Linked DNA regions of Mus musculus: regions 2, 3, 4, 5, 6 and 7 are each linked to region 1. The links are chromatin contacts, called in public Hi-C, HiChIP or PLAC-seq and promoter capture Hi-C maps. All regions are on one chromosome and are shown on one strand. The core of a region is the stretch at or near the end of the contact, and the rest is flanking DNA. Distances in the headings are between cores, read along the strand shown.

The links. Hi-C and Micro-C count contacts between places; a contact is called where the count stands out from the background. HiChIP or PLAC-seq counts read pairs in DNA pulled down with a chosen protein or histone mark. Capture Hi-C pulls out chosen DNA fragments and counts their contacts.
Region 2: a promoter capture Hi-C map of liver shows a contact between it and region 1, with 2.5 times the contacts expected there. The contact joins the promoter of Klf15 here to the promoter of Wnt7a in region 1. A contact is called at or near these places in 2 of 39 promoter capture datasets (hippocampal neurons and pre-B cells), 1 of 484 Hi-C or Micro-C datasets (cortical neurons) and 1 of 9 other capture datasets (liver).
Region 3: a contact with region 1 is called in a Hi-C map of cerebral cortex, with 3 times the contacts expected there. The contact joins the enhancer-like site here to the promoter of Wnt7a in region 1. A contact is called at or near these places in 2 of 39 promoter capture datasets (embryonic stem cells and hippocampal neurons), 1 of 484 Hi-C or Micro-C datasets (cerebral cortex) and 1 of 115 datasets of contacts at active chromatin or transcription factors (embryonic forebrain).
Region 4: a contact with region 1 is called in an H3K4me3 HiChIP or PLAC-seq map of stem cell-derived neural progenitor cells, with 14 read pairs. The contact joins the enhancer-like site here to the promoter of Wnt7a in region 1. A contact is called at or near these places in 2 of 39 promoter capture datasets (the C10 cell line and hippocampal neurons), 1 of 484 Hi-C or Micro-C datasets (embryonic stem cells) and 3 of 115 datasets of contacts at active chromatin or transcription factors (embryonic forebrain, pancreatic cancer cells and stem cell-derived neural progenitor cells).
Region 5: an H3K27ac HiChIP or PLAC-seq map of embryonic stem cells shows a contact between it and region 1, with 9 times the contacts expected there. The contact joins the promoter of Nr2c2 here to the promoter of Wnt7a in region 1. A contact is called at or near these places in 1 of 39 promoter capture datasets (liver), 2 of 484 Hi-C or Micro-C datasets (both in embryonic stem cells) and 1 of 115 datasets of contacts at active chromatin or transcription factors (embryonic stem cells).
Region 6: a contact with region 1 is called in an H3K4me3 HiChIP or PLAC-seq map of forebrain, with 6 times the contacts expected there. The contact joins the promoter of Iqsec1 here to the promoter of Wnt7a in region 1. A contact is called at or near these places in 14 of 39 promoter capture datasets (the 3T3-L1 cell line, 3T3-L1-derived adipocytes, the C10 cell line and 9 more), 35 of 484 Hi-C or Micro-C datasets (the 3T3-L1 cell line, 3T3-L1-derived adipocytes, the N1E-115 cell line and 22 more), 10 of 115 datasets of contacts at active chromatin or transcription factors (SST interneurons, astrocytes, craniofacial prominence and 7 more) and 1 of 9 other capture datasets (embryonic stem cells).
Region 7: an H3K4me3 HiChIP or PLAC-seq map of forebrain shows a contact between it and region 1, with 3 times the contacts expected there. The contact joins the enhancer-like site here to the promoter of Wnt7a in region 1. A contact is called at or near these places in 4 of 39 promoter capture datasets (the 3T3-L1 cell line, hippocampal neurons and liver), 2 of 15 datasets of contacts at CTCF or cohesin (the NIH/3T3 cell line and large pre-B cells), 1 of 484 Hi-C or Micro-C datasets (myocytes), 7 of 115 datasets of contacts at active chromatin or transcription factors (embryonic basal ganglia, embryonic forebrain, embryonic hindbrain and 4 more) and 1 of 9 other capture datasets (embryonic stem cells).

What each region holds. Positions count from the first base shown.
Region 1 is chr6:91,409,832-91,413,399 of GRCm38.p6, reverse strand. Wnt7a (wingless-type MMTV integration site family, member 7A) reads left to right here and starts at 2,047. Exons shown (of 4, transcript NM_009527.4): 1 at 2,047-2,361. The coding sequence starts at 2,291. Gm30437 (a long non-coding RNA gene) reads right to left here and starts at 2,072. Exons shown (of 2, transcript XR_377869.4): 1 at 1,389-2,072; 2 at 684-1,294.
Region 2 is chr6:90,460,793-90,464,360 of GRCm38.p6, reverse strand. It overlaps Klf15 (Kruppel-like factor 15), which reads right to left and starts at 1,785. Exons shown (of 3, transcript NM_023184.4): 1 at 1,636-1,785.
Region 3 is chr6:90,688,023-90,691,590 of GRCm38.p6, reverse strand. It overlaps Iqsec1 (IQ motif and Sec7 domain 1), which reads left to right. Exons shown (of 14, transcript NM_001134384.1): 3 at 765-2,011. Among named protein-coding and RNA genes, the nearest start is that of Slc41a3, 85 kb to the right of the region's middle. Within about 2 kb of position 1,955, at least 35 of the 459 cell types and tissues checked have an H3K27ac peak or open chromatin away from gene starts, as enhancers often do. A contact at or near this core is called in cerebral cortex, where this site is marked.
Region 4 is chr6:90,709,743-90,713,310 of GRCm38.p6, reverse strand. The region is part of intron 1 of Iqsec1 (IQ motif and Sec7 domain 1); the gene reads left to right. Among named protein-coding and RNA genes, the nearest start is that of Iqsec1, 99 kb to the left of the region's middle. Within about 2 kb of position 1,635, at least 50 of the 459 cell types and tissues checked have an H3K27ac peak or open chromatin away from gene starts, as enhancers often do. A contact at or near this core is called in stem cell-derived neural progenitor cells, where this site is marked.
Region 5 is chr6:92,090,515-92,094,082 of GRCm38.p6, reverse strand. It overlaps Nr2c2 (nuclear receptor subfamily 2, group C, member 2), which reads right to left and starts at 1,650. Exons shown (of 15, transcript NM_001347342.1): 1 at 1,269-1,650.
Region 6 is chr6:90,808,410-90,811,977 of GRCm38.p6, reverse strand. Iqsec1 (IQ motif and Sec7 domain 1) reads left to right here and starts at 1,855. Exons shown (of 14, transcript NM_001134384.1): 1 at 1,855-2,210. The coding sequence starts at 2,188.
Region 7 is chr6:90,846,252-90,849,819 of GRCm38.p6, reverse strand. It overlaps a transcript of Iqsec1 not described here. Among named protein-coding and RNA genes, the nearest start is that of Iqsec1, 38 kb to the right of the region's middle. Within about 2 kb of position 1,534, at least 16 of the 459 cell types and tissues checked have an H3K27ac peak or open chromatin away from gene starts, as enhancers often do. A contact at or near this core is called in forebrain, where this site is marked.

The sequences.
Region 1 (3,568 bases), core at 798-3,297:
TCACCTGGGCAAATCTGAAGCCAGGAAGACTGAGTGGATGGCTGGTGGCATCTGGAGGGCCTTCAGTGACCTGTGTAGCAATCATAATGGATCCCACCAGTCAAGGTCACAATTAGGACTGTGGGCTGCAGTGGCTGTACATATTCCTGGTTTCCTCACAGCACAGCAGTCATTAGGGTGGGTCAGGGCTCCTGTATGCATCCATTCACCTGCACCATTACCTCTTCCCTGTTATTGAGGAAGCCATCACAGGCCCACTCAGAGGCGAGCCAGGAGGACACAGAGAACTTGCAATGGAGAACGTCTGAACATTGTAGTGGCCATGTTCTGAAAGCACCCCCAGGCTTGGGGGGGGTGATATAGCTTAGTTGGGAAAGTACTGGTTTAGCACTAGAAAAGAACTAGGTTCAATCCCTGACATCCTATAAAGCAGGGTGGGAGTGCACAGTCTGTAATCCCAGCACCCCTGAGGTGGAAGCTGGGGGACCAGTGGGTCAAGGCTATCTCCACTTCAGTCAGATTCATGCCAAAACGGCAATAAAAGTTCTCCAGCACAAATGTCCCATCTGTCCCTGAACCCATGTTGAAGTCTCCCTAGTCCAACAGGCTCCCCAGTGTCCAATTCCCTTCCCAGCCCCCATCAGTGTCTCCATGGGACACCCAGAGATACACACACACACAAATGAGTTACCTGCTTTATTCTCCAGGGTCTCCATTGGACTCCAAACTCTTCTAGGAATACAGTCCCCCTCTCTTCCCTCCACATCACTGGCTTTCTTTCTCTTCATCCTTGCTCCTCCTTCACCCACTCCTAGCTTCTACCATAATGGGCCCAAATCCTGTGATCTGCTGCGGACAGCCCAGCCACTTCCTCAGAGCTAAAACAAACATTTTAGTGCACAGAACCCTCTTTCCCATTGCCCGGTCCCCGGTCCTGTGACCTTCTCACCAGCCGGTGCCATCTGAAGCTATGCATGTGCTTACTGGACAGGGCTCCTGTACGTATCCATTTACCATCATCTGCACCTGTCAATGAGGAAGCTATCACAGGCTTGCCCAGAGGCAAGGAAGGCGCGCACAGAGAACTCCTTGCAATGGAGATTGGTTGAACAATGTAGTGGCCATATTCTGAAAGCGCCCCCCCCCCAGGCTGTACCCAGACCAAGGTCTCCCGTGTTCCTTGAATCCACGGTTGTCAGCATGGCTGGCGCCAGTAGCCCGTGGACGCATGCGTGAACAGCGGCTGTACATGAAGGTATGCATGAAGAACTGCAGTCTGGAAGGCTAAGCAGGCCTGGAGTGGAGAGAAGAGTAGGGGTCACTAGAGTTGGGGCTACCTTGTTCCAATCTGGCTATTCACCTGTTAGTGACTTTGAGTTTGACTTCACCTCCTCAGTTTCTCCAACTGAAACTTGGGCTGCGTGTCTCTGATCAGAAAGACAAAAGGCCAGAATGCACCACCTGCCGCACCCAGCAGGTGTCGCCGTGAGAGCGCTCTGAGCTTTCACCTGCGCGTGTTCTCAGGTTCTGCTACTGGTCATTGGGCTCCAGTCCAATTCCAAGTCTCCACCGGTAGCAAGATTCCGGAGGATCCTGTCACGTCTCGCCTTAGGTGCAATCAGCCCCTCGCACAGACGAGGGTGAGGAGAGAATGTGTGGGGTAGTAGTTCTGCAGGAGTCTCCACCCCAGTTCCCTGTTTCTGGCCCGTGTGACAGAGCTCTAACAAGGCGTGAGGGTTCTGAAATGAGCCTATATCCTCTACACCCAGAGGATGGCCCTTGGGCACCTGCTGGTCTCAACCTGCGAGTTAGCGAAGGATGCTAGGCAGGCAGGATTCCACCGCCCTCCACCCCCAACTCCGCTCCACGCCCCCGCCTCCCACCGCCGCGAGCTCGGAGGAGCGCCGCGGGAGCGCGCTCGGGGCAGACATCCTCGACCCGCGGGCGCTTGGGCGCGGGGCGGGCGCTCCGGGAGGCGGGCGGGGGAAGGGCGGAGAGGGAGGGGCGGGGGCGGGAGGCAGCAGCGCCCCGCAGTCCCCGCGCCTCAAACACTTGCCGCGATCGCTGGCGCGCAGCGGCGCCCCTTGTTGCGCTTGTTCTCCCCTCCTCTGGCTCCGCGGCTCCCGCGCTCTGGGACAGTCTCCAGTGCCTAGCGCGGACCGACGCACCGACGGACCGCCCAGGGAGCCTCGGCCCGCGCCCCCTGCGCAGGCTATGTGGATTGCCCCGCCGGGCCCGGCTGGCGGGATCAGCACAGCCCGGCCCGTGGCACCCGCCACCAGCGGGGACTATGACCCGGAAAGCGCGGCGCTGCCTGGGCCACCTCTTTCTCAGCCTGGGCATAGTCTACCTCCGGATCGGGTAAGCACCGCGCGCGTTCTTTCCGCGCGTGCGACGGAGGCAAAGTTGACTGGGCCCGGGAGGGAGGCGCGCTGCCCAACTTAGCTCAGGAGAGGCAGTGGGAGGTGCAGGAACCCTGAGGGCACAAAGGCTCCCCGTGAGCGGACAACCCAGGGGCGCACGCAATTCCACAGACTCGGGCAGGGGATCGGCCATCCCAAGGATCTCAGAGTCAGGGATACCTCCAGAAACAGACAGTTAAGTGTTTCTGGAAGCGAATATCTGCTCTATGGGGTCCCCAGGAACCGCCCCACCCCCCGCCCCTGCGCGCAAGCCACAAGCACAGTAGATCCGGCAGGACCACAGCCACCCCTAGAGAGCTCAATTCCCAGCAGGAATTCTACGCGCGATATTGTGAGCGCAGCCCTTTTGCAGACAGGGCTACTCATGTAGCAAACGTGGGCCCAGGACTGGGGGTGTTCCCTGGCAAAAGCATAAACCACCTTTCAGAGCTCTGGCACCGCCTCATTTCCAGCGGCCCTCAGACCCCCTTCCCAAGCTAGGAGGACAGCACATTTAACAATCAGAACCAAATAGTACGACCAGAGATAGTTAATGGCTAGTCGGAGACACCAAGGAGAGACGCTCTCTAGCCGCCACCCAAAGAAAGCAAGACAGCCGACCCTGGGGTCGCTGGGGTGGGAGCCAAAGAACCCAGGCGTCAGGAGGTGGGGCAGGAGACACTCTAACTGGAAAGTGGAAGCAGGTGGCTTCTTGCGCTGCGTTGCGCGGCCTCTCTTTGTACTTAGGAAGTGACTTGTGTGCAGCACGGTTTTGGGGACGTGGGGGGCTTTAATCATAGACAGAGGTCCTAGCGCCAAAGGGCTACCTTGGGAGGCTTCACACCTGCCTCTCTCTATACACCCCTACTACCTGTGAACCTCCTGTCGCTGCCTTGGGAAGAACTGGACCCAAGGCCAGGGGGCGTGTGTGGCAGACCCTTTGTGTTTCTCCGCCGCCACCCTCAGGGTTCCCACTTCCCCAACCCCACCTCTCTGGAATGGGATTTCAAAACCAAGTGCGCTCTGAGTGGACTAGGCGGCCTCCAGCCCAACCGCGGATCGAGAGGCGGCTTCTGGGCTCGCGCGCTGCCTGCCTGCGGGTGTGTTTTAAGTGTTATTGATTCGCCCGCGTCTGGATGGCTTTTCTTTTCTTTTCTTTTTTTTTC
Region 2 (3,568 bases), core at 536-3,035, 950 kb after region 1:
TAAGAAAGTAGGGTGACAAAATAGAATTACATCGGAAGGAGCCCCTCCCCCCAAAATGTTTCAGATTCTTCCAGGACTCAGAGTACTAGGGCCCTGCCCGCGCCCAAACTGCCCCTCTAACTGTTCCAGGCCTGGATCACCCTACTGAGCCCTGGCTTTGGCGCCAATGGCCCCCTTTGTGGAAGTCCTGGCTCTCTTAGCATTCCAGATGGGAGCTCATTATTTAAATCTCAACTCAGAAGCCACTCCCACCTTGGACAAGCCACCAGGATTATATTCTTCACGGTCAGGTATCACTGTGAAAACTGTCTTGTATGCTCAAGCCCCACCAGAATACAAGCAGTCTTGACTGTTCACTACAGGGCTAGATCTAGAGTCAAAACCAGACCTAGCCTTTGCTGAATGTTTCCAGAATCCAGGAGTAAATGCAGGAGTGGAGTGGCCCTAACCGGTTATAACACAGGATCTTAAAACAGTGCTGAGCAACCCTGGGGACACTGAAGTACTGAAGGCCCAGGGGATCCAGGACTTCCTGGACCCAGGACTTGAAAGCCCAAGTGCCAGCGATCAAGCCGGTCCCAGAAAAACAGCAGCACGTGGCGTAGCCAGAGGCGCAGGCTGCGTGCAGGGGGAGGGGGCACCCTGTTCTGGGCACGGTCCCCGGCAGGCCGCTGGACTCCGCCCCCTCTCTTAGCCGGCCAGGCCTGCTGTTTATCCTCCCGGGGACACAGCGGCTGTAGGAACAACATGTAATTGATAACAAGCCGAGAGCCGGCCAAGGGCTAGCCATTGGGTCAGCGTGCAAATCACGGGGGTGGCGAATGGGGGCCGGTCTTCAAAATAAGAGTCTTCTCCCTGAGGAGTCCGAAGGCCCCAAAGTTACTGCCATTCTCGCACCTGTAGGGCGGCGGGGACTCCCCATGGTCGGGGGCAATATCTGAAGGACTCAGTCAAACATTTGAGATTTCACCTTCCCATACCGTGGTAGCAAACCTCCCCTGTGCCCTCCAGGGGAGAATGTTTCCAAGAGGGATGACCTGCCCCCTGCGGCTGCTACCCTCAGCGGTCCCTCCGGTAATGTTTGTTCAGAGGGGCCTGAGGACTCTGCGTGGGGATACGGAACATAAGCGCACGCTGCGGGTACGCGCAAATGGGTGTGAGTTTGTGTCGTGTGATTGCGTGTGCTGGGCGCAGTGCAGCCGTGCGGGTGTCCGCCAGGTGCCCGCGCGTGGGTGCCCACCCGTGGGTGTGAAGTACGTGGGAAGGAGGTGGCTCGGACTCTGGCGCACAGCTTCGGAGAGTACCTTACCCTCCGCCCAGTGACCCCCTTCGCGTCCCCTCTTAGGCCACCGCAACAGTGACCGACAGTAACCTCTCCGCCCCTTGGTCTCCAGGCCCCGCCATATGGGAGCGCAGGTCCAGGAGTGCCACGGACGCGCGTGGGCTCCGCGGGCAGAAGCTGCGCACACCGGATTTGCCCTTTGCAGGCCCGGCGCGCTCACGGGGGTCCCCGCATTTCCGGGGTCCCCTCATTTCCCGGGCCTCCGCGCGTGGTTCCTACAGCGCGCGCCAGGGGACGGCCCGTGATCCCCAAGGGAGGACCCACGCGGCCGCGGTACATCGCGCGTCTCCCACCTGGACTCCGCGTCGCCTGGCGCGGCCTCGCGCGTGCGGCCCGGCTCCGTATGCGGCCGCGCGTCCAGCGCTCCTGGCCGCAGCCCGCACTCCCTGCGGCCGAGCTGGGCGCTCGCCGCTCGCCGCTCTCCCCGCTCTCCGGCCGCTCACGTGACGCCGCGGGCGCCGCGAAGGCTCGCAGGAGGCTCGGCCTCGGGCGCGCGCCCCATTGGCTAGCGCCGCGCGTCACGCGCCCCCGCCCCGCCTCGGCCGCACCCTCCCGCTGCCCACGCGCTCTCCGGTCTCTTCGTGGATCTGCACTGGGTCCTCCGATGCGCACGTGAGACGGGTTCTAGAATCCACTGAAAGCCCGCAGAGTCCCGAAGTGCAGACCACGTGGGACCTCGGGAGCGGAATCGTCCCTGCAACCCCCTCCGCATTCCTAACAAGGCCCGATCTAGTAGGGACCGTGTCTAAAGGGACCAATTGTAAAAATACATCTGGTCTTTCCTCCAGCGGTCATGGTTACTCACGGGAATGGACGCTCACTGCGCTACCCTAGACTTCTGCGACTGACAAACTGCGGAGGTTTGCTGACCACCACCAGTGGCGGCACCTCCCCAAAGACTGCAGGGTGCTTCTGATCTGCAGAGGGAGTTCCAGATTGCAGTCCCAAGCCATCATAGACAGCTTTTGCACCGGTTTAATGAGGAAAGTGAAGCCCAAGAAAACACGTGAGCAGAGAGTGCTGGGTACCCTGCTGTGCACTTTAGCCTACACTGCCTGGCTTCAAACCCGGGCGGCGTGAAAAAACCCGCTGAGAGCGAGCGTGGGCCTTCTTAGCCAAGCAGATAGAGGGCCAGGCACAGCCAGGTCTGTCTTGTCTTTCCCCTGCTTCTTAATACCCAGGACATTTGGACAGACCTTCCTTCCTGGCGCTTCCTACCTGACACTGCGAGGTGGCCAGCCTTTCCCCTTGCTTCTCCAAGCCGTCCCTGTTGGGGCCAGGATTTTTAGCCAGATCCCTTAAATAAGGATCTGAGGATTCTCCAGGTGAGTGCCCATGATCCAGCAGTTAAACTGAGTCTTAGCCAGAGCACGGAAGGAGTCTGTGCTTAGCACAAGATGGTCATCAACGTTCTGATTGATCATAGGCCCAGTCTGAGTCTTCCCCAGTATTCTACAGCCAGTGAATAGCTAGCCAGGGCTAGCACGCAGAGCAGGTGGGGTTGGCTAGTCCATAAAGTTGATTGATCCTATCTTGTCAAGGGAGGGCAGGGTCAGGCTGGGCCAGCACACTTCTCCATAGCCCTGCCTACCCTGGGCTCTGCATTCCTCACACTCTGTCTGTCCAATGTCTCCCACCCCCAGGGAGAAGTGCAGTCAAAGATCAGAAGCTTGAAAGCAACAGTGTAGCTGAGCGGCCTCAGTCCACAGGGAAGATGCCCCAGCTGTCTAGAAGCCATGGCCAACCTAGGACATTCTGCCTAAACCTGAGTCACATTAGGCATCCTTGCTTCAGAACCTTCCCAGGGCTCCCAGCTCACTCACAGGAAGTATATATAACCCCATTCTCTCAGCCTTCCTCAGTCTCTTTTGGGTCCCTTTGTTCCATGACCTCTCTTTCTCAGGTTAACCTGCCAGGCGCAAGCTCAGGACCTTTGTACATGCTGTTTGTCTGAGTATGATTCCCTTCCCAACATTCCCATGGCTCCCTCCTTCACTCAAGTGGCATCTTCAAGGGAGCCTGCATTTGCCCCCTGCTCCCTGCTGCATCCCCCACCCCCCATTTTCCTATCCAGTTTAACAGTTCTGGAGACTTACTATTTTCTAATGTATTAGAAGTTTTTATTTTATTCTGTAAACTCTTGTCTCCTACGGAGAATGTAAGTGGCATAGCAGAAATTTCTATGTGTTCCCAGCCCAGGACTAGAATTTGCATCCCCAGCATCAT
Region 3 (3,568 bases), core at 706-3,205, 720 kb after region 1:
GTTTCCTGTTCACCCAGGATCAGGACTCAGGATTAGCTCTTAGGCTGGGACTTCAGGAGGCTGTGGGTTACTCTTGAGAGATGCTGAGCTGAGGTGCCTGAGAGCTTGCCCAACATCCCTCCCACTTCACGAGCTGTGCACCCATCTGCACTCAGGGCTGTAGGGCAAAGGAGAGCCAGACCTGTCTTCCCCCTATCAATCAGCCATCTATGTAGCAAGGATAGAGACCTCACAACTACAACCTAGGAATGGGGCTGAGGTCTTTAGCCAGATGCCCATGGCCTGTGCCAAGCACTTGGCTCATCACTGTGAACTTACCAAAGCACTAGAAAGGGTCCTACTGCTGCCCTGCATCACAGATAAGGAAATGGGGAGCTTCATGGTTCCAAGACTCATCCAGAGCTGATGGGAGACAGAGCCAGGGTCAAGCCAAGACCCTGGCAAGGTTCTAACTGCTCATACTTCAGGCTCTACAGGTGACATCTGTAGATGCATCTTGACCTCCAGGGCCCACAGCTTCTATGACCAGAAGTGTTGGGATGTTCAGCATCTGTGCACCGCCACCTTTACCCAATCTTGTCTTATCCTGGCACTTATCCCATTTGACACTGAAAATCCTCAGCAGCCCCAAGCTGCTGTTTTAAACCACTTGGGAATATGGTAAGAACATCCCAGGTTATATCCCTATGGAGCATAGAAGAGCATAGCTGTCTATCTTTGTGTCATCACACAGGGCTCACATTCTCCTCTTCTTACCTCACTAGGTGGAAATGCTAGAACGCAAGTATGGGGGACGCCTCGTGACCCGCCATGCAGCCCGCACCATCCAGACGGCGTTCCGCCAATACCAGATGAACAAGAACTTTGAGCGCCTGCGCAGCTCCATGTCGGAGAACCGCATGTCACGTCGCATTGTGCTGTCCAACATGAGGATGCAGTTCTCCTTTGAGGGCCCCGAGAAGGTGCACAGCTCCTACTTTGAGGGAAAGCAGGTCTCTGTGACTAATGATGGCTCCCAGCTGGGGGCCCTGGTGCCATCAGAATGTGGAGACCTTAGTGACCCAGCCCTCAAGTCTCCAGCCCCCTCCAGTGACTTTGCAGATGCCATCACGGAACTGGAGGATGCCTTCTCCAGGCAGGTGAAATCCCTGGCTGAATCCATCGATGATGCCCTCAATTGCCGCAGCCTACACAGTGAGGAGGTACCAGCCTCAGACACGGCCCGGGCTCGGGACACTGAGCCCAAACCAGGTCTACATGGCATGGACCACCGCAAACTGGATGAGATGACAGCCTCGTATAGTGATGTGACCCTCTACATTGATGAGGAAGAGCTGTCACCACCGCTTCCACTCTCACAGGCTGGCGATCGGCCCTCCAGCACAGAGTCGGACCTGCGGCTGAGGTCTGGGGGTGCAGCCCAGGACTACTGGGCCTTGGCCCACAAAGAGGACAAGGCTGACACGGACACAAGCTGCCGAAGCACACCATCACTGGAGCGGCCAGAGCCACGGCTGCGGGTGGAGCACCTGCCCCTGCTTACCATTGAGCCACCCAGTGATAGCTCCGTGGAACTCAGTGACCGCTCAGATCGCAGCTCACTCAAGAGGCAGAGTGCCTATGAGCGCAGCCTCGGTGGGCAGCAGGGCAGCCCCAAGCATGGCCCCCACGGTGGCCCCCCCAAAGGCCTCCCCAGGGAGGAACCTGAATTGCGGCCTCGGCCCCCCAGACCTCTTGAGAGTCACCTAGCCATCAATGGTTCAGCCAACCGGCAGAGCAAATCTGAGTCTGACTACTCAGATGGGGACAATGACAGCATCAACAGCACCTCCAACTCCAATGACACCATAAACTGCAGCTCTGAGTCCTCATCACGGGACAGCCTGCGGGAACAGACACTCAGCAAGCAGACATACCACAAGGAGACCCGCAACAGCTGGGACTCTCCAGCTTTCAGCAACGATGTCATCCGTAAGAGGCATTACCGAATTGGCCTAAATCTCTTCAACAAGTGAGTTCCCCCGCTTCATGCATGGAGGAAGGACCCACATGGGCTTTCACAATCATACCCCTGGGCCCAGGCAGGACTGGCAAGAGATGAATCCATCTTCCCTCCTACTGTGAGCCTCTACCCACACCCTTACCAAGGATGAAATTTAAGGCAGCCTTTATAAGGCTAAGGCAGTATGTTGCACCATGTTTATGGTTAGAGCAGCTTTAAATCCTAGGAGACCCAGTTCCTTCCAGGGGCCACTTATGGAGGTGGCAGATGTTCATGAACTAGACAGCAGAACAGGGACTTTTCTGTGGTAAATCCCTATCCATCATGTCCACACATGTGTCCCCATAGCTGGCTCAGCCTCAAATGCTGAGCCTCAAATGTTCAGGGCTGATGTAAAGCACAAAGGTCTTAGAACAAGCCGGTAGCAAGTCTGTGTGGGGGCCTGGGGAAAAGGCAAGGTAGGGGAGCTGTGGGCTGGGTCCTTTGCATGGCTGCTTTGGAGGGGCTCAGGGAAGGTGCAGCCGGCAGCCCTGAGAGCCACGCTGTGGTAAGAGATGGATATTTAAAGCAAGCTATTCTTAGCAGGGTCAAAAATAGCATGGGAAGTGGGGAGGGCTGAGCACACCCTCTGAGGGGACCTTGGCAGCTCTTGTTTAACCTGAGATTTTACATTATTTCCTTCCCTCGGGCCTCTGGGATTTGGGGTCATCAGAAGCCAGCCTGGTCTCCCTGGGGCTTGTGAACCTGGAAAGCATGTGACTAGCCTGCCTTCTGGTTACAAGCATATAGCCTAGTAGTTTCCCAGAAAGGCCACAGGAGGGTAGTGGGGCACAGTGGGGGCCAGCCACATCTGAGCCACACCTTGCTGTTTCCTGCAGCTCCTCCAAAACTAGGATGGCATGATTCTGAGCATCCCTAGCAGTACAGATGGAGTGGGTAAGAGGGGCCTGGTAAGAGGGATATAGTATGTAGCCCTCATTGAGGCCTTTAGGAGCTGAGTCTAAGACTCCTCACATTTACCAAGAGAGGGTTCCTGTAACCTCTTCCCTTACCTGTGGCCTGCTACATATAGGAGCCAACTCACCACTGTGCAAGCTACAGCCAGAACCCACAGGTCACTGACAACTGTGTCCTGCTTAGTCCATCTGTCCTACATTGGCTTTGCTATTCCTATACACTGCCCTGCTCCAGGACTGCCTCTCAGCCCTGGGTAATGGGGGTTAAGCAGAGTGGATGGGTGGAGGCCAGCAATACAGTACAGGAGGCAAAAGAAACAATCTCCTTGGCCAACCAGCTATGGCCTTTGTAGATTCTTTCTCAATCTATCATTACTTAATTACATGTGAAACACAAATATATCCTTCCTGACAACGAAAGCCTTACAGTTAAGGATGCATCATCTTTGACTGTGGGAGCTCTTGCGCAAGCGTGTTACGTGTGTGTATGCACGTATGTGAGAGATCCTACTTGTCTTCTTTCATTCTTCACCTTATGTTTTGAGATAGGGTCTCTAACTAACCCTTGAAATCAGTGATTCAGCTAGGTTGGCTGGCTAGTAAGCCGTAG
Region 4 (3,568 bases), core at 386-2,885, 700 kb after region 1:
GAAATATCCGCCCAGTAAGCACAGAGGCAAGGCAACCACCAAGCTCTAGTGGGCTGGGACTATGCCATGGCTGGAGGCCTGGGAGAGGTGTGTTTGTCTGGGGAAAGGAGGCTCAAGGCTGTTGAGTGAGATTTACCCTGAGTCCTCAAAAGCAGATCCTAATGACTTTAAAGGCCATTAAGGCTCTTCAAGAATTAATTGCTGTGGCCTTAGAGGATCTGGCTGATCCACTGCGGGAGCTGCTGCAGAGAGAAAATTGATGGCAATTATGGGGAAAATATGGCATGGTGCCAGCTGGGCCAGTCCCAACTCTGGCTTTGATAGCGGTACCTTTATTGAGTGATCCACAGCACCTGGCCCTGTTATCAGATTGACCACTGCATCCAGGAATACAGGTGTGAACAGGGATGGCATGCTCTCCCAACCTGGAAGAGGTTGACCCAAGATGGACTTAGCCACAGGCTTGCCTGTTTGTGTTCTTTCATTCCCATGACATTAACTGAGGAACCATGGTTACTCAGTATGTCACTTTAGCCCTTTTGGTTGAGCAGTATTGGGTATGTTGCCTCCCCTCCCTGAGCCTTGATTGTCCCACCCATGAAATGAGACTACAACTGTGAGTGGGGGTGGGGTGGGGTGAGCCGCTCCGCCCACAGAAGCCCAGTGAGTGGTTTCGACAGTCACTGTCCAGCTTTTCCCTTCCACAGCAAGACTGCTGGATTAAAATGGTCCCTACCATCTTCTCTTCTTCTAAGTTGAAGGCTGGTTTGGGGACCCTGCATGGGAACACTCTCTGAGGCCACTTGCTTAGAGTTTGTCTGTGCCATTTGAACGTGGCCACAGCTTCTCTGCTCATCATGGAAGTGGCTTCCTTCACATTTTATAATCTTGGTGCAAGGTCTCTCGACACAGTGACAGCTCAGTTTGAACTGAAGGCACTCTGTAGAGCTTTCATGGGCCTCTGCGGACAAAGCCTCACTGGATTTCCTTTTCCTTTCTGTTCAAAGGTCAGCCCAGTAATAGCCACATAGCTGTGCATAGCAGCAGTGGTGGTGATGGTGGTGTGTGTGTGTGTGTGTGTGTGTGTGTGTGTTGTTTTCAATTAGGAGTACAGGCTTCTATCCCTTATTTCAGATATAAGGAGGAAGCCATACAGAATCGCCAGCCAGGGAGGGCTGAGCTGGGATTTGCACCCTGACTGCCTGGCTTCAGGGCCTGTGTGCTCCACAGCCAGAATCTATTTCCTCTGGGGTAACTCATGTCTGGCAAAATGGCACTAGTGTAAATAGATCTGGTATCGCCTGGTTTCTAGATTTCCAAAATCTTCCCAAGTGCCCCAGCCTGTACTCTGGTCAGTGACAGTGTGTCGGGCTCTCCTGGAGTCTCTTTCCCCCCACAGACCACAAGAATCACTTCTCTGGAGTCTACTAGGGGTATGTGGGTAGCACTTTGTTCTTTAAAAAACAAAAACAAAACTTTAATCTTGTATGCAGCCCCAGCTCTAGCTATGTATGGTCGGGGATGCCAGGGACAAAAGCTGACTATCCCGATTGACTGAGGGACCGATGCCGGCTTCCACATGGCGAGGAAAGCCGTGGCTTCTGACATGAAAGGACAGATGGCTGTGGGCGGTGAACTTAATCCCCGGGAGGGGAGGAGGATGGTTAATAAACTGGAATATTTGGAAGAGGCCCCAGCTGGGAGCAGCCTCTCGTGCACACAAACAGAAAGGGTTTCCCCAAATTGCCTGCTGCCCAGGCTGGGTTGGATTCTGTCCGCAACCTGAATCCATTCTTCCAGGGACCCTCTTTAAAAGAAGTACCTGGTACTTCTGTTTCTCTTTTGACTGGAAGCTGGGTGGTGTGGGCACTCAGATACAGGCAGAACATGTGGACCAGAGCTCATGGTCCCACTAAGCCTTTACAAGGCAGTGCTTATAATGGTCATTTATTCTAATGGGTTTTGTTATTGTTGTTTGTGTGTTTATTAATAGGCTTTGAAGGGCCACCTCTCCCTCAAGAGGAGGCCACCTAGAAAGGCCTAGCCCTCCCTGGCTGTTGATTTCCCCCTTTGGCTTTCTGTTTCCGTTTCTGTGAAGATCCTTGTGGTCACCTGTAGATGAGGATGCTCAGCCTATTGGTTGGGAGCAGACTTGTTATATTATTAGACCACCCACCTGTGCCCTATAGCCTCAGCTATGCTCTCTGGTGTCTCTGTGACTTAATCACATCTTGTACCTCAGTTTCCCCATTTATAAAATGTAGACGATGGCAGGTGGCTGTGGGGTAGCCTTGAGGACAGAAGACACCAGTTCACATGCCAGTGTGTAGAGGTGCACAGAAACTAGTGCTGACAGGTGGTGGCACTGACATCCAGGCTGGTGTGGCTCCCCAATACTAGGACAGGACCGTGTTGCTTATTCAGGGACAATGTCTTGCTGGACAGGAGTAGTTAATTTCACTTCCTCGCCACAGAGAAAACTAGTTTTAAAAGAGAGAGGGATGCAGACATCGCAGTGACGGGGCCAAGAACTGTTGAGCATTTGACAGGGTTGAGCGAGAATAGGTCAGACCAGAAGGAAGTGATGATGGTCCACAGGCTCTTGTGCTTATAGTGCTGTTAATAGCTGCTAAAAAGCACACAGAGATGAGAGGAATTGCCTTGCCTATGGATTGGAAGGTGTACCCAGCAAGATGACTTGCCATTCATCTAGGGTGGAGAGGGAGGCATGGCCTGCATGCTCTATGAGGCAGAATCCGAAAGCCAGAGATACTGAGCACTGCAGACCTTGAGGTCTAAATCCCAGCCCTGAGGCAGATTTAGTAGATAGAGCTTTGGGGCCTTGGGTTCAGTGGGTGACCTGTGTTGGATGGAGCTTTGGGCCGCACTGGTGATTCTGGTCCTGTCTGTTCTGGCACTTGAGGCCTAGGGCTCAGGGCTTAGCTTCAATCCTAGAGGGGGAGATGAAAGAGGGACTCCCTTAGCCACCCCTAAATCCTAGAGGGGGAGATGTGAGAGGGTCTCCCTTAGCCACCCCTACCACCACCCTAGATTGGAAGTGATGTCAGCAGCTAGGGGGATGGCAACAAGAGCTGGAAGAACCTGGCCAGAGTCCCAGATCTGCCCAGTTTTAGATGTGCTGCTGGGGCAAGTGGTCACCGTGCTGAGCTGCCGCCGCCTTATCTGTCACTGGGGCTGTGCAGGCAGAGGCAACACGGGTATCGCACACAACAGGTGCCCAGTCTGTGACAACAGGAAAGAAGAGGGTGCTGAGTTTAGGCAAACCCCAACTGCTTTTAGTGAGGGTGATGTTAGCTCAGGCTTGTGACTAGGTTGTGTCCGGCAACAGAATAAGAACAACAGAAACTGCACTCCAGAGCCTTTGAATCACACACACACACTCACACTCACACTCACACACTCTCTCTCTCTCTCTCTCTCTCTCTCTCTCTCTCTCACACACACACACACACACACACACACACACACACACACACTGGAACTGCCCGTGAACACTATGGAATTGCTGTCATCTAATTTAAAGACAAGGAAACTGAGGCTGGACGGA
Region 5 (3,568 bases), core at 401-2,900, 680 kb before region 1:
GGTTGAACAGCCTTGAACCTGTGATTAGGCTATTCTTGCTGTTATCAGAAACTAAAGGTATCAGGGCACTTTCTCACCCATGTGCCTGAAAGAAGGGTCTGCATCCTTAAAAGATCTGATATCATTACAATATCAACTGTATTGTGATTTTAAAATTTCCAGCTTTTGGAAAGAGAAAACCCAAAAGGAAGAGCCATCATGCTTTGGGAGTGGGAAAGGGGGTTGTCACTTTATTTCATGAAGATTCTATCACCTCATAAATATTCAGGAAAACTTTAAAATCCACAGTGTAGAACTCACTGGGCTGCAAGTCACTTTGGGACAGCTTATTCCAATCTCTTTTTGGAAATGTTTGCTTGGCTTAACTTACACTGTCTCTTGAGATATCCAAAGAAAGAATTAAAACTGAGACTGCTCATATTATTAAAAAGGTATTGTTTGATTTCAAATATTTTATTTTGGATACCGGATCTTATAGCCCAGGCTGGCCTAAAACTCTATGTAGCCAAGAATGACACTGAAACTTCTGATCTGCCTCCACCGCCCCAGTAACTGGGATTACAGATATGCAGCACTACATAAGTTTATGCAGTGCTAAGGATGAAACTTGATTTCCTACATGCTAGCCAGCCCTTCCTACTATGTTATATGCACAAATATTTTAGTCATCAGACTTTCCAATGGAAGCTAACATTATATTTTGTAAAGTTTGTTTTCCACTTTGATAAATGAGATTTTCAGTAGCTTCATAGCATCAATCAATTTTATCTCTGGGAAAGATAAATATGTTAAAAGAATGCCTACTGAAGTCCAATTCAAATTCCCTGCTTAGTATAATGGACATTTTATTGCTGGGCATGCTATCCCAACTGTCAAGTTCGGGTAAAAATGCACCAATTAAATATGCAGCACTTAGCTATCAATAGTATCAGCAACAATTTACTCAACAAAAAGTGTGGGAAAATCTTCCCTTCCCATCTTCAAGCTTGCTATCCAGAACCCAGCTCTTTTCCTGAAATCTATTCAAACATTCAGTGAAGCCTGACTTCCTCACCATCCAATTAAATTAATGCCCTCACGATTCCTTCAGCACATCATCCAGTTTCTTCCATTCTCTGACCATTCTCTGAGCCTTTGTATCCCCTCGGCATCCAAAATTCTGGGGGGAGAATGGCTCCTTGCCCAGGTCAGTTGAATCTCTGGAAGTAGTGTCCTAGTGTCTAAAGCTACGCACAACTGTGTTTAATGAAAGTAGGAAAGAGAATCACCTCACAAGTTTTCCACTCCAGTTGGTTCCTTATATATTTCCACATCACCATTTTGGGACTAGGGATGTTACTCAATGGCAGGGCCGTCCCCAGCACCACAATAAGACGAAAAAACTAACACCACCATTTGCAAATTACTTTTGAGGCTGGCAGAGTAGCTTGGACTCCATTTTCAGAGAACAGTCCCTCAAACAATGCTGAGGAGAGAGGCGAGGCTTGGCAAGAACGTCTGGTGTCCCAATTTCATGGACTGAAATTGAGCCCGCCAGAGGGGCTCCGTCCAGAGTCGTGAGGAAAGCGCGAACCCCGGAGAGCCTCCAAGTGCCGACGAACTCTTCCCTTCTGGCCGCGCCATGGGTTCAAAAAGCATCACCAGCTTCCCAGCCCGAGACCCACCAAGTTCCTCAGAGGCTGGCCCGCCCGGCCTCACACCCCGCACTAGCGGCCCCCGGGACCTCCCTCTCCCACCTGGACCAACCAGCACAGCCCCGGGGGCGGTGCCGCAGGCCGTGGCCCTCCTATAAGGGGGAACGATTGGCCAGCCCGGCCGTCACTCAGGAGGTCGTGCCCTGCCCACGCCTCCCTCCCTCCCCTTCCACCCTCCTAGTCCGGAAAAACGGCGGTTGGGCCAGGGTGGCAGCCAACGGCAGGCGGGGAGTGCTGGGGTGAGGAGCGGGGAACACAGGAAGAAGCGGGCAGGCCGGGCGCGCGCCGAGGGGAGCCTGGCCGGCGCCGCGGGGACAAGATGGCGGCGCTGGCGGAGGGCCAGGCGTGAGGCGGGGCCGCGGACAGTCCCCCTCTCCGCCCCCGCGGCGCGCGGCCGGCCCGGTCAGGACAGCGGCTCGCCGGGCTCGGCCGCGGGAGGGGAGGGGAGTGGAAGAGAGGGGAGGGAAGGGTGCGGCCCGGCCCACTATGCAAAGCGCCCGCTGCTGCCGCCGCCACCGCCCCGTGGCAAAGGTAAAAGGCCGCGTTCAGCCTCCGCGGCCTCCATGGCGGCGCAGGCCTGCCCTCCTCCGCCGTGCCGCGCTGCGCCGCGCCGCGCCGCGGCTTGGCCCGGCGGGCTTGCTCTTACCTCAGGGTCGGGCGCCACCACAACCGCGGAGCAGATCCCGTGTCTGCGGCCGGCGCCCCCGGCTAGGAGGGCAGGGCGCGGGCCGGGCAGGCGCCGGAGGGCAGGAGCCCGGGGGCTCGGGCGGCCGGGACGCCGCGGCGGGCCGGTGCGGAGCGGGGCGGCGGGCTGGGCCCTGGCACCGCCGGGGTCGCGGAGGGACCGCGCTTTGTTATTGTTTTTGTCAGTGAAAGGTCAGAGTTCGTGACCCCGGTGCCGCTGCCGCCGCCGCCCGCGCGCTGGGAGGAGGAGGGCGAATGTTCCTCTTCCTCTTCCCGGCGCCAGCCTCACCGCGGCGGCGGGGGGCGGGCGAGCACGCGATTGGCTGAGCGCGCGCGCGCACCGGAACGCCGCCGCTGCCGCTGCGGCCGCCGCCGGAGCTGAGGCCCGCAGGCCTGGGCCGGGCAGGTGCGGCCGATCCCGTAGGCACCGCTTGCAGGCTGGAGAAGCGGGCCCTTGCCTGGCGCCGCGCCGAGATGTTGCAAGCGAGCGGTGTCCTGGGAGTGCACTGAGCTCCCGGTACCTTCCTTGGGATGGATGGTAGCTTTCTGTTTTAAAGCTCCGAGGATGTGCATGCCTCTGGCCGGACCAGGCAAGTGTGCAGATGCCCCAGGCCCATTTTTAAAACAGGTGCTTAGCCTTGGAGCCCAGACTTGTGCAGTCCCGTGCCCCTCTCCTTCGCGATTTGAGAAAAGCAGCTTTGGCACGCACTGATTGCATTCTGAAAAGCCTCCGGGTTATACTTCTTCATTGGGCTTGGGAAGGTGCCGCCGTTTCCCTCTGAGTGTCTGCCTGCAATGTTCACCCACTCCCCTTGATCACCGAGCTGTGTAGATTGGATATACTCTACCATCTAATTACACACACACACACACACCTCTTGCTCATTAGAAATAAATGCTTCAAGATTTTTGCAGTAGACATTTAGGCTTACAATAGGGTGACTCTAACAATGCCCATAGTCTTAATCGACTTTCTATTTTGTGGCAAGTGTTTTAAACACAGTCCCCTCCCCTTCCTGTCTCCTGGGAAAGTGGGGGGGGGGGGGCAGGGATGTATCTCTGTGCCCTACAGACCCTGTAGCTGAAAGGAGCCTCTACAGGAGGCAAGGAAGTTTTCCTCATTTATAGAACGTGTGCCCCGGGAGAGCTCAGTAACATGCCTAAGGTAGCCCATATATAAGTCCTTTCAC
Region 6 (3,568 bases), core at 606-3,105, 600 kb after region 1:
AGTCATGCAAGGCTGACTACCACTCACTCACACCTCAGGCATCTGGTCACAGTTGAAGTGGACAGGTGCAGTCTGCCACACCATTTCTGTGACTCTGAAACCTTGTGTGTTCACATCTTCAAAGTTGAACCAAGCAGTCTGACTCTCACTTGGTGATAGCATGCTCCTGTACTTTCTGTTGCTTCCTGAAACTCAGGAACTTCTGGGGTCTCAAGTTAAGAGACCAGCTGGAATGTCAACATTATGGAGTTTCCTTTATCTGACTGGTGCCAGGCAAAGAACATCAGGTGTGAGAACAACTGTGTGCTGCACTCAATGCTTTGTCAAAGCCTGAAAGCTTTGGCAGCTGTTTTTGAGTGTGGAGGTCTTTATCACTCACTCTTCTTTAAAATACAGCAGGATCAAGATGTGTGTGCCTCTCTGGAAGAGCAGCCAGAAAAGAGACAGGCATACAATGGATGTCATGGGTCCAAAAGGAGGACAAGAAGCAGCCCAGGATGGGGCCTTTAGAGCAGAGTGCACACAGGGTGGACAGTTCTCAATCACAGCTTCAGTTTACTCGTCTGTGATATGAGAGTGGGAAAAGCAGCTCCTCTTTAAGAAGTTTGAAAGCACAAGCACACAGGTGGGGGTGTTAGTACCCACACCCCCCCAGGGTGCCTTTATGAGCAGCTGTGGTTAATGACACACATTTCTGGAAGGACCTCTTCTGATGCTGTGGTGGTATCCTGATCTTGATAAAATACAGAGCAACTCAATCAAGGAGAGAGAGTGGACCAGTTTACCATGTGCTAAGCCTACATAAATCTGAATTATTCCTATGACAGCATTCTTCTGGGGAGGGGGGCTCTCATGGAAAGACTGGCCATTCCTAGAGCCCCCTGTATTTTGGCTACCCAGCTGCTTCAGCAGTTTCTACGCTGCATACAAGGACACTTCGCCAGATGAATGAGTTCCTCCTCATCTGGCCTCTGTCCCTCTTTGCTGTGTAACCTTCCATAAGTTTTTCATTGCCTCTGAGATCCATTTTCTCTGTAATAAAAGAACAGAACTCAAGAGTGAAGCCTCCCTCTTCCCCCAACTTCAGTGGGTCTGAGAAGCTAAAAGAATGGAACAAAGAAAATAGCCTGGCAACTGCCACCCTCATCCAGAGGGTTCACACTCTCACTACCTTCCCTGGAGGCAGCTTTGCAAGTGAAGACTCAGGCCAAAGTGCTGGCTGGGCCACCCTGTGTCTGTTAGTCCTAAATGAATGAGGACCCCCTCCACCTACCCCACCCCCCCACCCTCGTGCCTCCTCAGGATTTGATGTGTGCATAACAAGCTATGTCAGTTACTGTATGTGGTCAGCCCTCCTGAACCAGTTACACAACTGTCATGATCCCATTTTACAGTATCACATCTGAAATTCCCAGGAGACACTCTGCTTGCTGAAGTCTCATGGCCCCTAACTCCAGGACACAAGATCTCCTGAGTTCTTAGTTTAGTGGCTCCTATGTTTCCATGCCAGGGACGGGAAAGCTGCCCTGGAAAGCAATGCCATCATTACATTCTTCGGGCTGCGAGTGCATTTTAGCAACAGATTTCCAGGTTTCCAGTGAGGGCCAGAAGGAGCCACCTCATTGGTCTCAGCGCCAGGGCTCTTGGTTTTGCAGCCGCACCCACAGGGCGGCCCTGTTTGATGCTGCAGTTGCCATGGCAACGAGCACTTTGGCGATTGGTCCAGCGAGGCCGCACTACGTTGCTCCTGGAAGGAGGGGGCGCTCCTGCACTCCTGTCCCTCCTCCGGATGCTGCGAGAGCAAACCGGCACAGACACCCCCCTCCTCCAGCCCTCCCCTCCTCATCCCAGCGCACTGCCACCCCGGATGTGCGGGAGGGAAAATTCCCAAGGAAGTCCCAGGTAGCAGCGAGGCAGACGCCCCCGCCCAACCTGGCGACCATGGTGACTCGACGTCTTCCCAGGCTTCTGGGCACAGTGTAAACCCTGCGTAGGAGGACCTGTTTGGAGCCCCCTGCCACATTACATCCAGCATATCTAGATGAACCTGCCAGTCCTGGGAAAGTGACTGCCCTTGGCTTTCATTTTCTTCCTTTCCACCTCGCTTGAGCATCCTGTTCCTCCTCTGAACCACCTTGAGCCTCCTCAGCCCAGGCAGGAGAGAGAAGGAAATCAGACTTGGGCAGGATGGCTTGCCGAAGACGCTATTTGTGAGTATGCAAGACAAGTTTATCCTAAAGCCTGAGGCAGAAAGGACCACTACTCATGTTGAAGTGAGGGGCTTGGTGGAGGTGGGGTGGCTGCTCTGCAGGTGGCGTCCAGGGGGAGCAAGCTTTCGTCCAATGTTTGTACCCCTGCGGCAAAGGCAGTGTTGTTGATGATGAGGGGGAAAAGAATCTTAGTCAGCAAGTCTTCCTTGAGCTGTGAAAGTCCCCTACTGAAGCAGGCACCCTCCTCCTAATCCACATCCACAAATGAGGGTCCCAGACTCATGGCCGTGGTCTAGGCTTTTGTCAGTGCCCTTGACAGACCTATTTAGGGAAAGCTTTGATACTCAGCAAGCCCATGGCTTGCACCCAAGCCAGGTGGAAGGCCAGCAGCAGGCTGAGATAGTGGCAGGAGATGGCCTTCTCCATAGACAGGTGAAGGTGGCAGCAGTGTCCAGCTGTCAAGCACAGGTGTAATGTGCCGGTACTGAGCACCCGTCTGCTGGGCCTGATGCCAGCAGCGGAGGTGGTGAAAGTCGGGCTTAGGGTGGTGACATCACGGGACTGGGTATTTATGGAAGCAAAGCTGTGCTTAGTGAAGCCAGGCTTCCCAGGGGGCAGTGGGATTCAAATGCCAGCTTCCTTCTAGGCTCTCTGGGGGCTCTGCTGGTGCTGTTCTGGGAAGAGAAACCTTTGCCCTATGTGGGCACTCTAGGCCCTGGGGACTGAATGAGACTTGGGTCTGGTCTCAGTCTGCCCTAGTACTACCTGCTCAGTGCTTGGAAGCTGATAGAGACAGTTTGGTAATCTTGGACCTTTCAAGGTTTAAAAGCAAGGCATGACGTTCTTGAATTGGGATCAGCCACCAGGACTAGGAGAGGAGGCTTGCAACAGTTTTTAGGAGGTCATCTGGGAAATTCAAACTCTCTTCAGACTGGCTTTGAACTCCAAGAGGCCCCCAAGCCCCATCAAGGGCCCTCTGAGCCCTCCTTAGGCCTTGCCTCCTCCCCTCCTGAGAGGGGCGGATCCCATGCTAATGAGCCTGAAGGAAAGTAAACCTTGCCTGTAGCTGCATAATCAGGCTGGGCCCCTGCAGGAGGCTCTGGAAAAGCTTGTGAGTTCTTTGGTGTTTGAGGGGACCACACAGGGTCCTTGCTCTCCGTGGCAAGACCAGAAATAGTAGCGCTCTTCCTAGCATGGAACTTCATCTCACCTTCTCACCTTCGGGGAAGGTACTTTCCTGGCAGCAGCCTCCTTCCTCCTGCCACTCCTTCAATGGCACAGGAGCCTTTAGTGTCAAAAAAAAAAACTGACAACTTGCAGAGGCCACTGCAAGTTGCTGTGGAGGGAAGATGTCATTA
Region 7 (3,568 bases), core at 285-2,784, 560 kb after region 1:
AATATGCCTTAATTTCCCCATGGGGCCACAAAGGTGGCCCAGGAGCACTTGTAGCATGGGCCTTCTTTCTTCAGCTACATATCAGGACATCTCAAAAATCACAGATCCCAAGACCTTTCCCATCTCCCTTTTCCTCTCATTGTGGTTTCTGACTTATGTGAATTCTGTGGTAGGGAATGTGACTTTTCTTAAGCATTTATGTGAGGATAGAGTGGAGGATTGGTGGGTCTGTGCTGATAGCTGATCCAGCTTGATCCATACAGGGAGACTAAGGAAGCACCGAGGGCAGGTCTGAGCCTCAGCTGTATCCACACACTCAGTGCAGAGGCTATACACATTTGGACTGATTCAGTTACTCAGTTGTTTTCTATCTCCCTAACGCCCATGTCTCTGCTCATCATGGAAGCATCTTGGCTTATTTCTCAAAAGATACAGAGTGACTGTAGGGCTTCTTCCTCTGTCTCCTGTGCATGATAGTCTCCTTTTCTCCTTTTCCAGTCTCCTTGATTTCTAGCAAAATGGGGGACCCAGGACAGAATGTTGATACCCTGAAACCTAGAGCAAAGGAAGGTCTGTTCATGCCAGTCCCCAGTGATGAGGCAGAGCTTAGGACTCTATTGACATCCTACTCCTCAGACCATGTCTTAGTCAGGGTTTCTATTCCTGCACAAACATCATGACCAAGAAGCAAATTGGGGAGGAAAGGGTTTATTCAGCTTACACTTCCATACTACTGTTCATCACCAAAGGAAGTCAGGACTGGAACTCAAGCAGGTCAGAAAGCAGGAGCTGATGCAGAGGCCATGGAGGAATGTTCCTTACTGGCTTGTTTCCCCTGGCTTGCTCAGCCTGCTCTCTTAAGAAGCAAGACTACCAGCCCAGAGATGGTCCCACCCACAAGGGGCCTTTCCCCCTGAGGTTTTTCCTCAACTGAAGCTCCTTTCTCTGTGGTAACTCCAGCTGTGTCAAGTTGACCCAAAGCTAGCCAGTACAGACCATCATCTCCCTCAGTCCTGCACTAAGCTCTTCCCTGGTGTGAACAGTATTCCAGGCTGAAGATGCTGTATATACAAAGGTCCCAAGGCAGGGTGGGGTTTTGTAGGTTGTAAGCTATAATACAGCGGAGCAAGAGGGGAAACAGCAGAATGTATATGTGTTGGGTGAAACTAGATGTCAGCATGTGCCACAGGAAGCTCCTGGAGGAATGGTGGAGTCTTTATTCAGGCTCAAGAGTAGCCTTCTATTGGCCTGGGGCTAGGTAAGCCAGACTAGCTCCACAAACCTTCCCTGTTAGCCAGGTCCCAGTACAGCCCAGGTTGGACTGTGACATCCCCCTTGGGCCAGAAATTTAAAGTGTTTGCAGTTTGTAGCTGTCTGTTGTATTTAGAAACTGAAGCATCCCAAAGTCATAAATTACCTTGAACTAGTTTGCCAGCTCCACGTGACTCAGGGCAGCAGTTCTTCTAAGGCAACCACTTATATAACTGGCTGTATGCAGCCCAGTCCTTTCAGCAAAGCCAGGCAGAGATGGGCCTGGCAAGGGCATTGGCTACACAGCACCTGAGGGGCTGACACAGGAAGATGCTGCAAGTTGCCTCAGTCCCTGTCAGCCTCACTGATGTTGCCATGGAAACTTACTCCCTGCAAAGATGTTTTGTGAATTAAATAGGCTGATACTCCTTCTTGTGTGGTATGAAGAGGCAGAATGTGTCTGGTCCAGGGCCTGGATGGCACCCCTTCTGAGGCATCACCCCACATTTATTTGTACCCTCCCAAAGATTAGCAGCTCATTTCTACCCAAGATTCCCAAAGTGACAGGAAGTTGGGACTGCTGACTCAGCTCTAGGGACACTATTGGAATCTGGGCATCTGAGACAGCCTGTGCAGAGTAGAAGGCAGTTCTGGGGGTCCTGACCAACTAGAACCATTTTGGCTCCTTCGGCCTTTCTTCCACTGCCACAGTCCCTCACATCAGCCACTGTGAACAAGGTTAGCATTACTGCTGCACTTCAAGCCCACCAAGACCATGATAATGCTGATATCACATGCCAGTACCAAATCTGGCAAGACGGTTGCAGCTCAGTTTCCTGCCTCTCAACAGAACTCTGCTTGTTGTCTGCTGATACAAAATGTGACTTGTCATTCTTGGGATAGCAGGGGAGGGTAGAAGGAGGTAAGGCAAAACTAGTCTCTGCTTGTAACATAGGGTCAAGTTGGAATCTCCAGAGTTCTTTTTGGTTTCCTGGAAAAACAAAACCCATGTTCAAAGCCAGGTTTTAGATTAAATGGGACCTGAAACCTCCATAAAAGAGCAAAATTATGAAGCAAGTTCTCAAGGCACTAGCAATCACTTAGTTACTTAGGCCCCTGACAGAGAGGGAATAGACACGGTGACCTCTATTTTTCCGTGCATCTACCCTAGAGAGCTGGGGAATGGGAACCAGAGTCTGGTAAGTCTAAGGCTGGAAGAGTCAGTCTAATCTAAGAATGAGGGAGAATCATGCTGAGAGAGAGAGAGAGAGAGAGAGAGAGAGAGAGAGAGAGAGAGAAGAAGAAGAAGAAGAAGAAGAAGAAGAAGAAGAAGAAGAAGAAGAAGAAGAAGAAAGCACACCACTAGAGCCCTAAAGCTGAAGAATCTTTTAGATTTATTGTCACAAAGATATCAGAGTGCCTGGCACTCACAGACAGACAGACAAAGTGCCAACCTGGAAAAATTCTCAGGATTCACAGAACATTAGCGAAAGTATTCTGGAAATTGGCAGGCAATGCTGTGCCTTCAACTAAGCATAGATCAGTTCCAGCTAGGAATCTTGATGACAGGACCGTACAGTTGTGTCTGTTTCCACATACCTTACTGTGGCAAAGCTCAAGATGTAGCCAAATACAGAAATACCCAGACAGGTAAAATGCATGATATCTGTGACCATGAAACTTTCAGGCACAAAAAGTGGCAAGATAACATGACCATATAAAGAACAGCTAGACAGTCAGGAGTGACCCTAGGTGTACTGCTGCTACAGTTGTTGAAATGTAGGAAGTGCTTCTTTCTGTACAAAAATCAACATCTAGAGATTAAAAATACACTGATATTATTTTAAAGCACAGGTAATCTTAAATAATACAGATGGCTGGTGGGATGACTCAGCAGGCAAAAGTGCTTGCCACAGAAGCCTGGTGAGCTGAGCTCAGTCCCTAGAACCTCCTATGGAAGGAGAGAACCAGTGACCAGATGTTGTATTAGGACCTCCTCGTTCATGCCACAGCATGAGCACGTGCACGCACACACACACACACACACACACACACACACATACACACACACGCACACGCACAATAATAATAAGAAGAAGAATTAATATATTAAAAGAGAAAATTAAAACCAAAAACAACTCAATGAAACAGAAAAGTGTGGAGGAAGATTTAAACCTTATTTCATTCCAGTAATTCCATTAAATATAATTGATCTAAGTACTGTAATCTAAAAGTAATGAATTTTAGATTTTTTTTTTAAAAGACAGGGTTCTAGCTCATGGCTTCGCTTATCCCAGAATGCTTCTAGACTAGGATA